2 separate regions of the Triticum aestivum genome follow, and region 1 is linked to region 2. Evidence: chromatin contacts called from public Hi-C data. All regions are on one chromosome and are shown on one strand. Each heading gives the region's core, a stretch centred on a gene start, on an enhancer-like site or on the middle of the called end of the contact. The rest is flanking DNA. Distances are from core to core; before and after follow the strand shown.

Evidence for each region. A called contact is a pair of places that touch in the nucleus more often than the background predicts.
Region 1: a Hi-C map of leaf shows a contact between it and region 2, with 2.7 times the contacts expected there. The contact joins the promoter of LOC123120296 here to the promoter of LOC123120288 in region 2. A contact is called at or near these places in 3 of 5 Hi-C or Micro-C datasets (leaf and an unstated tissue).

What each region holds. Positions count from the first base shown.
Region 1 is chr5D:225,385,014-225,388,759 of IWGSC CS RefSeq v2.1, reverse strand. It overlaps LOC123120296 (RING finger protein 10), which reads right to left and starts at 1,384. Exons shown (of 9, transcript XM_044540265.1): 1 at 1,089-1,384; 2 at 268-311; 3 at 1-140. The coding sequence starts at 1,257.
Region 2 is chr5D:224,846,711-224,850,983 of IWGSC CS RefSeq v2.1, reverse strand. It overlaps LOC123120288 (stem-specific protein TSJT1), which reads right to left and starts at 2,558. Exons shown (of 4, transcript XM_044540262.1): 1 at 2,248-2,558; 2 at 111-351; 3 at 1-19. The coding sequence starts at 2,450.

The DNA of each region.
Region 1 (3,746 bases), core at 135-2,634, 540 kb before region 2:
TGAACATCTGCCTGAACTGAGCCGCCACTGTGCACTGTGAGACCCAAACTCCCCTGTCCAGAAGACTGGCATTCAGAAACATCACTAACCTCTTGGGCGTACGGATCATCCTCTTCACCAGATATTCTAAATCCGACTACCTGGGATTGAATTCATTCGCATGGATAAGCCAAGAGCAGAAAACAAAGTTGTTTGTACATAAGCTGAAAACAGTTAACTTCAGTTAAATTAAACTAAAATTATTCAGATGTTCTTAAATAACTTTACCGCTTGGGGTGTATCAACAGATTGCCCGATAAAACCCACTGAATCTGCAAAATATATCCCATTGTTAGCATTAAACTGGAAATGGAAGGTTTTGAGATAGCGAGGGCGGGGCTAATACCATGAAAGAAAGACAACTGTGGGGCATATGCCATGTAGACAACTTTTGAGACTGAAGCAGATACTTATCAATCAGCATGCTGGTACGAGACATTATCAAGAGTTGATGTGATCGAATGTAAGACAATCAAGAACACAACATCACTGCACAAGGAGCAAACCAGCTAACATACTTTTGACTGAAAGTATGAACTATTAATTTACACCGTTTCCATATGAAACTATTTTTCGGTATTATAGTAATTAAGGTTTCCAAACGGCAGTCTTATGCTCGTGGAGAAGCATTTGGTGTGTGTATATTGGAGTACGTGTGAAGCAGATGGACATGCTAATAGCCTTAGATAACAGAGACTCATAGCCTACAGCTAGTCGTATAAACAGAGTACCTATGCTTCACAGAAAATAGCATCATCCAGAGCAATAATATGTACCTGAATTCCTTAGAGGCTACCGTCGAGCTAAATGGAGAGTCAAAAGCTCTAACCCTAGAGCTAGAGACTTAACTCTTAATCTATTAAATAATACTACCAAAGCTTTCACCCGAAGCACGGAGCCAGTCCTGCGGAAGTAGTAATACCTAACCGCAGCCTGGTAGCATCTAATCGACCAGTTAACCAATCCAATACAGATCTACCCACAACACCCGCCAATCGATGTACGCATGGAAAGGAAGGAGAGTGCGAAAAGACCGAGAGAAACTTCACCGGGGCTTGCGCCGTCCCTGCCGACGCCAGGCGCGGCGGCAGAGGCCCGAGGGGAAGAGCGACTGCCGCGGCGAGAGGCGGTGCCATGGCGAGGGCTGGGGCTAGGGTTCGAGGCGCGCGGAGCGGGCGGGTGGAATCCTCTGGTGGATTCTGTAGGGGAGATGGACATGAACCCGCGCGGGAGCTCGTGGGTGAGTTTGGTCGGCGGCGAGGGGGGGACACCGGTAACTCCGGCACGGGGAAGGAGGTGCGAGCCTTTATACGCTTTTTTTCCTTCAAAGCCATTGTGGCGACTTTATTCCATTGGCATATACCGTTTGCTTTGCGTCAATATTACATGTACTTTGTACGTAATGGACATATTGTCGATCAATGTTGCACCAAGATGTATATTCCGAATTCCTCAAAAAAAAGATGTATATTCCGAAAATCCTAGAATATTAAGATTAAGCGAGTTTCAAGGTAAAACAAAAAGCAACTCTGAATTAGAATTTGTAATGGACGGCCCACAGAAGCAGTTGACCAGCCTTGCTAGGGCATCTAGGGCTGCCGGCGCAGTGGGCCTACAGGAGCAGCGGCAGGCCTTGTCGTTGTGTGGATCTCCAAGCAGGGTGGAGCCGTTGGACCGGGCGGATGGTGCGGCGAACATCCCGTCGACCCCACCGTCAGTCACTCTAGCCCGGTGGAGGAATCATGTGCCCGTCCGTGAGGCACAAGTGGAGCCGGTCAGCCCGCCGACACCTTTGCAGCACTCTGGCGGTGAGGCCCAGGACAAGCAAGATGTGGCCAAGGATGTACAGGAGTAGCTGGTGGCCAATGAGGTGCAAGCGCAGACTCTTCTGGTCGGGTCTCTGCCGCTGCGCTTGGGCGGCTCGCCTCGGCTGTGTCAAGAGGGCAGCGAGATTCGCAGTAGCCATAGGTTGTCCCCTGGACAAGACCTACTGCCTTTTTGCCGCTCGCAGGGCGCTGACTCCCTGGGCTCGGTGCCTGCCATGGAGACCAGTTGCCTACGCAACTCTGAAGTAGGGCCCGCACACCTAGCCCAGTGCATGTGGGAGAAACTTTCCCGGTGTCCCTCTCGGAGGGCGTGGAGGTGGCCACTTGTCCCAGCCCGATTGCCCCCCCCCCCATGCAGCCCATGCACGTTGGCGCAGGAAACCAGTCACGTGGATGAACTCTGTGCTGAGCTGAGGCGGGCCCTTATGCCCATACTTGCGGAGCTCCCCTCGAAGGCCGCTGCTACCACAGGACGTAGGCCACGGCAGAGGCGGGCCCCGGTATCCAATCCTCGGAGGAGTGTGCGGATTGCCAAGGGGGTAGGCCGTGGCTCTAGTGCCACAAAGCAGCAGGCGGCGTTAATACGCAAGCTATGCATTGCTAATGAAGGGGAGCGCATCTCTGATGAGACCTTGGAAGCGTATGCCAAGCTTTTCGACCAGCCGCTCTCACAGGGGACTTCAATCTGCTCGTCAACCCGGAAGATAAGAGCTACGATCTGGTTAACAGAAGAATGTTGGGGCGATTCCGCTCAAAGCTCAACCGCCTAGAGCTAAAAGAGTTGTATCTTAACGGGAGAAGGTACACTTGGTCAAACGAGAGGGAAGTTGCAACTCTCGAGAAGATAGATCATGTCTTTTGCACGAACTCTTGGGAGGATATGCACCCGGCGTGTCAACTTACTGCCATGGGCTCGTCGGTTTCGGACCACTGCCCGTTGCTACTGGACTTGAATTTCGAGATATGTATGGGCCGGAGATTTAGGTTTGAGTCCTTCTGGACTAGGCTGGAGAGCTTTACGGACACGGGGCGGGACGCCTGGGCTTCGGTCCCACGGGAAGGCAACCCCTTCTTCGTGCTGGATCTAAAGTTGCGAGCCACAAGGAAATGCTTGAAGAGATGGAGTGACCAGCGTATTGGTAATGTGAAGCTTCAGATTGGGGTAGCGATGGAAGTCATCTACCTCCTAGATAAAGCCATGGACTCCAGATCTCTCTCTGTTGGGGAGGCTGCGATGCGGAAGCTTCTCAAGGGGAAGCTGCTGGGGCTATGCTCTCTGGAGCGGACGATCGCGCGCCAAAGGTCGCGCATTCTGTTCCTTCACGAGGGTGATGCCAGCACATGCTTCTTCCACCAGCATGCGCAGCACAGGCAGCGGCGGAATGTGATCACCACTATGCGGAACGGGGATGCCCTATTCACAAACCACGAAGAGATAGCCGATGAGGTGGACTCTTACTACTCCGGCACATTTGGGAGCGCGCCATGCAGGGGCCATGCCATAGATCTTGACCGGCTGCAACTCCCATCTGTGCAGCTCTCACACCTTGAGGAGGCCTTTACCGAGGAGGAAGTAGAGAAGGTGGTCAAGGCCATGCTGCTAGATAAGGCGCCGGGGCCGGACGGATTCACAGGCCGGTTCTACGCCACATGTTGGCACATTATCAAGGAGGATATCATGCGTGCTATGGAGGCATTTGGTCGTGGAGACATGCGAGGCCTCCCGGCTATCAACAAGGCAATTGTGGCCTTGCTCCCCAAGTTTGAGGGAGCAGTGGATATTAAGGACTTCCGTCTGGTGAGCCTCGTGCATGGAGTGATCAAAATCATGGACAAAGTGCTTGCGAACCGCTTAGCTCCGGAGCTCCCTAGGCTGGTTGG
Region 2 (4,273 bases), core at 1,309-3,808:
GTACCTTGCCCTCCGGGTCCTGATCGACCAAACCAACACCAACAAAATTAGCAAGAAAGCACCGTGACGATAAACCTCCCCGCTGGAAATTCAGACTTGATCGAGCTTACCGATGCGACGAGGAGGGAGGAGGTGGACTTGTCGAAGAGCACGAAGGCGTAGCTGCCGGTGAGCTGGGACAGCATGAAGCTGGCGGGGTAGGGGGCCCTGTCCCTCAGCGTCTTGTAGGCCTCGATCACGAGGAGCACCTCGTTGCCGCCCTTGGAGAGGCCGTACTGCTGGCTCAGCCGCCCCAAGTTGTCCAGGACTCCCTCGAACAGGCAGAAGATCTCATCCTTTGCAGCGAAAGACCTGGATCCACAAACAAAATGCTTGTTAATTTTTAGTACTACCATACATGCTCCATTCTCAGTGAGTGAAAGCATCCTGAATTTATTTAATTTTGCAGGGAGCAGATGGTCTAACTCTTCTTGCAAACAAGAAATAATAATATATAGATTGTCTAACTCATCACAAGCACATGTCCCTTGAGAATGCAAAATTAGGTAAAGCATCAACGACTTGGTACAAAGAACACCAAAACTTGTTTTAGAAAGGTGTAGAAATTCCTTGGATGCTACTCCTTTAGTGCATCTGCCTAGTACAGGATAAGATAAGATCACAGGACAGCCAGGCCCTACAAATGATAGCGGCGAGTAGACGAAAGAGACCGCCGTATGGGCCACAGGGTCTTGCTTCCCTTTGTTTCTTCTGCTCTCTGTGGGAATCTAAACCGGGTGGAAATTTTCCTTCTTTTTTTTGGAAATTTTCCTAGTAATAGCAACTGACTGCCAAAAGCACTACTGCTCCCTCAACGGTTCAACCAATAACCAAAACAAATACTCTACTAACTAGCATAACATAACCACAAGGATCTTTGCTCTAGTAGCACCCGTTAAATTCAAGTTTTGCTCAAATGTTGTCACTGTCACTGCTTGATGGTTTATTCATCCATAAGCTCGTCACGTCAACAGCAAAATAGTATTACCAATAGTAGATCACGGGCTTGTGCCTTTTTTTTCTCTTAAATTAAACGATAATTACTATCCTGCTGAACCTTTGTTCGCCGCCTAACGAAGAATACGAGGCCCGTTTGTTGTCAAGTCAAATTAATGGACACCACGCCTTTGTAAGGTGGCACGACGTTGACCTGCAAGTTGCCAAAGATGTGGTGGCGTTTTTTCGTCTGCATACGTGACAGTTTCTATGCCAACATAGCAATCGACGTCTTCCTGTTTTTGATTGATTTTTTCTTTACACTGCCACCTACCATTACACGTAGGGTAGATGAACAAAATTGAAAAATATCCCAAGGCCCCAACTGGGAGGCAGGAATTTCATGTTGAAAAAAGGGTCCATTGCCCCAAGATCCGTGATATCCGAGTAAAAAGAAACTGTGTATTCCAAATGCGGCGAGAAACTACTCCCTTCATCCTATAATATAAGAGTATAGTGTAAAAAATGCTCTTATATTACGGGACGGAGGGAATAATTTTTTGTGGCGAGCAATATGTTCATCAACGGATAAATCTCTGTCGCGATCACGAGCCGCGGAACTAGGCCAGTGAGATATACTACAAGCGATAAACTGGGAAACTAGGTTGGTGGCTAGGTCCATCACCTAATGGAATGGACTGCGAAGGTTGCATTATTGCTTGCTTTAGTCTTCGGAAAGCAACACCGCCCTTCTAATAAGGACAGAAAATTGTGCGATTATTGATATCACAGCAAGACGCGTCCCATATGGAAATTATCGGAAACCACGGTGCTTATTAGCTACTCCCTCTGTTACAACCAATATATACTGCCGTGTGAGGTGGTGTGATATGATTGTGACTAGTAGAGCCCACCTTATCATCTAGGCGGGCGCTAAAGGTCATCCGCAGCATGCGAGAGACATGGCAGGTGTATGTGGCGGTAACGTTTTGGACACTGTACCGTAGCACCTGGACCATGGCTACCAGCTAACCTCACCATCAGGAAGCTTCATCACTAACTAGAGAACAAAAGCAGAGCAAGTGGCTCTTTTTCTAAGGAAGAGCGGAACAAACGATCCATCCAATCAACTGTCCGTTTCGCTCAATAAAAGATCTATATGCATGCAGAGAGATCAATCGATCCCGAATCCATGGATCCTGCGAGTATTAAGGAAGAGAAGCTTGCTCTCTCCGAGTCGGTTAAGCCGCAAAGACGGTGTGTTGTTATTACCTTGGCAGGAGGAGGGACTGGTTGGCGTGGGAGTAGGCGAGGTTGCCCAGCGATCCCAGCTCCACGGACACGGCCGGCTCGGCGCCGGCGAGGAAGCGCTTCACCAGCTCCGACGCCCGCGTCTTGGGCGACGGCGTCCGGCTCCCGGCCGCCACCAGCTCCGCCGGCACCTCCACCACCTCGCCGCTGAACACCGCCAACATCCTGGCTCAAACAAACAAACCACACCTAGCTAGGTAAGGTATTACAGGGTCAGTTGCTGATTGTGGCCTTCCTCACTCCTTGGATAGTTGGACGGGTGAAAGGGAGAAGGGGGGAGGCGCTGGTTATATAGGCCCGGGAGAGTGGCAGAACCCAGGCGCAGGGCCCCTGGTTTGCTTAACCACCTGGGGCCCACACATCGTACGTATCTTTCCTTGTGTTTAATTTAATTTTACGGTAAACTGTGGCCGGACTTCCTTTTGGTTAAGCTTAATGCGGACGCATCTCGTGCACATGGAGGTGTCATGCGTCGACGCCCTCTTTCTGCCGGCACGTACTGCTGTACTAATCGTGTCTTACCGTCTAACCCCGCACGAGTTCGCGTATGAGAGTGCACATATTGGACACGAAGGCAGATTTTCCTGAAGCAAAGTTGAAACTTCGGTGCTGCCGTGGGGAATATAGAAACGATGGGCTGCAAGTTTATATCATTTTTTCTGCATGCCGGTGCGCTCTCGTGTGGACAACCCCGGGCCAGCCCGCATCGAGGAGAAGAAACGGACGCGAGGGACCTCGCCCTGGCGAGCATTATCTGCGGGCTCGGCCAAAATCCGGAGTGTCAGCGTGTGCCGCGCGGTGCGGTGCGGGTGAGGAGGGCCGAGGGGGGTGACGGATGAAGCCGTGCGCGGGTGGATGGATGGCGACGGGCGATGGGGTGCCTCCCTTTGCTTCCGTCGCGTTGCGTGGCCGTGAGGTATCGTGTGGGTGACGCGCGTGGTTTTCGTTGCCATGCGGAAACGCACCTCGAACACCGACCCTCAAATCGAGAGTGAAGTCTATTTTGAACCTTAAGATTGTAGAGGGCGACGCAAATGAACCCCGACCTTCAAATCCCTGAAGTCCATACCCTGTACTCATCGATCCCGATCAATTTACATCCTGGATCCGTTTGGTGGACTGGGAAAAGATGATCCTACCCGGGATAAATCGCGACTCTTACTGACTAAGTTGGCCCACCTGTCATTTTCATCATGTGTCCCAACCCTCCCCCTCTCCTACGTTGGCACACACGGAAAGGAGGCCACGATGGCTGGGGATGATGTTTCGATGTGGTGGAATAAAAAGTGGAGAGGCCGAGCGGGCGCGCAGCAACAGAGAGGCTTCGGGGCCTGTGACGCTGCTCCCTCGACGGACCCTTCTTTTCCTCCCTCGGCGGACGTCCTGAAGTTGTGAGGAAGCTGTCGATGCCGGCACTCGTCTATGTGTGTTTTGTACCAGATCGATTGGCTAGTCGGCTTTCGTTTGCACATCGACCACAAAAATTCAATCAGCCGAAGCCACTGAGCTAGCTAGCTTTGCACATGGAAAGAAATCATGGGCTTGGTGAGTGGTGAGACTGGTGACACCGCACGCATCGGCGCGGCGGCGTCCAGGTTAGTAATGTGACCTATGGCAGCGGCGGAGCTCCTCCGAGTGTGACGCCCTGGAGACAGACCCGGCGGTTACATATATACATATTCACATTCACATGAAGGCTAGCTAGCTATGCACTAGCGGATGGATTTTCGCCCGATTAGAAAACATACACAAGCAACACAGCCGAGCGACACGCGGTGGTGCTGCAGTGCGGCGACGGGCGGTGCGTGGCGGTGGGGAATTAGGGGGCGCGAGTGGACCCGGGAAGTGGGGCATGCAGAAGAGGACCTCACCGGGGTCAAGAAGATGCGGTTGGGCGAGGCAGGGTAGCGAGGGAGCGAGGGCACGAAACTCGACAGCGGCGACCGGAGCAAAGTCATGCGGGGACGAGCGCTCACGGACGGGGGGC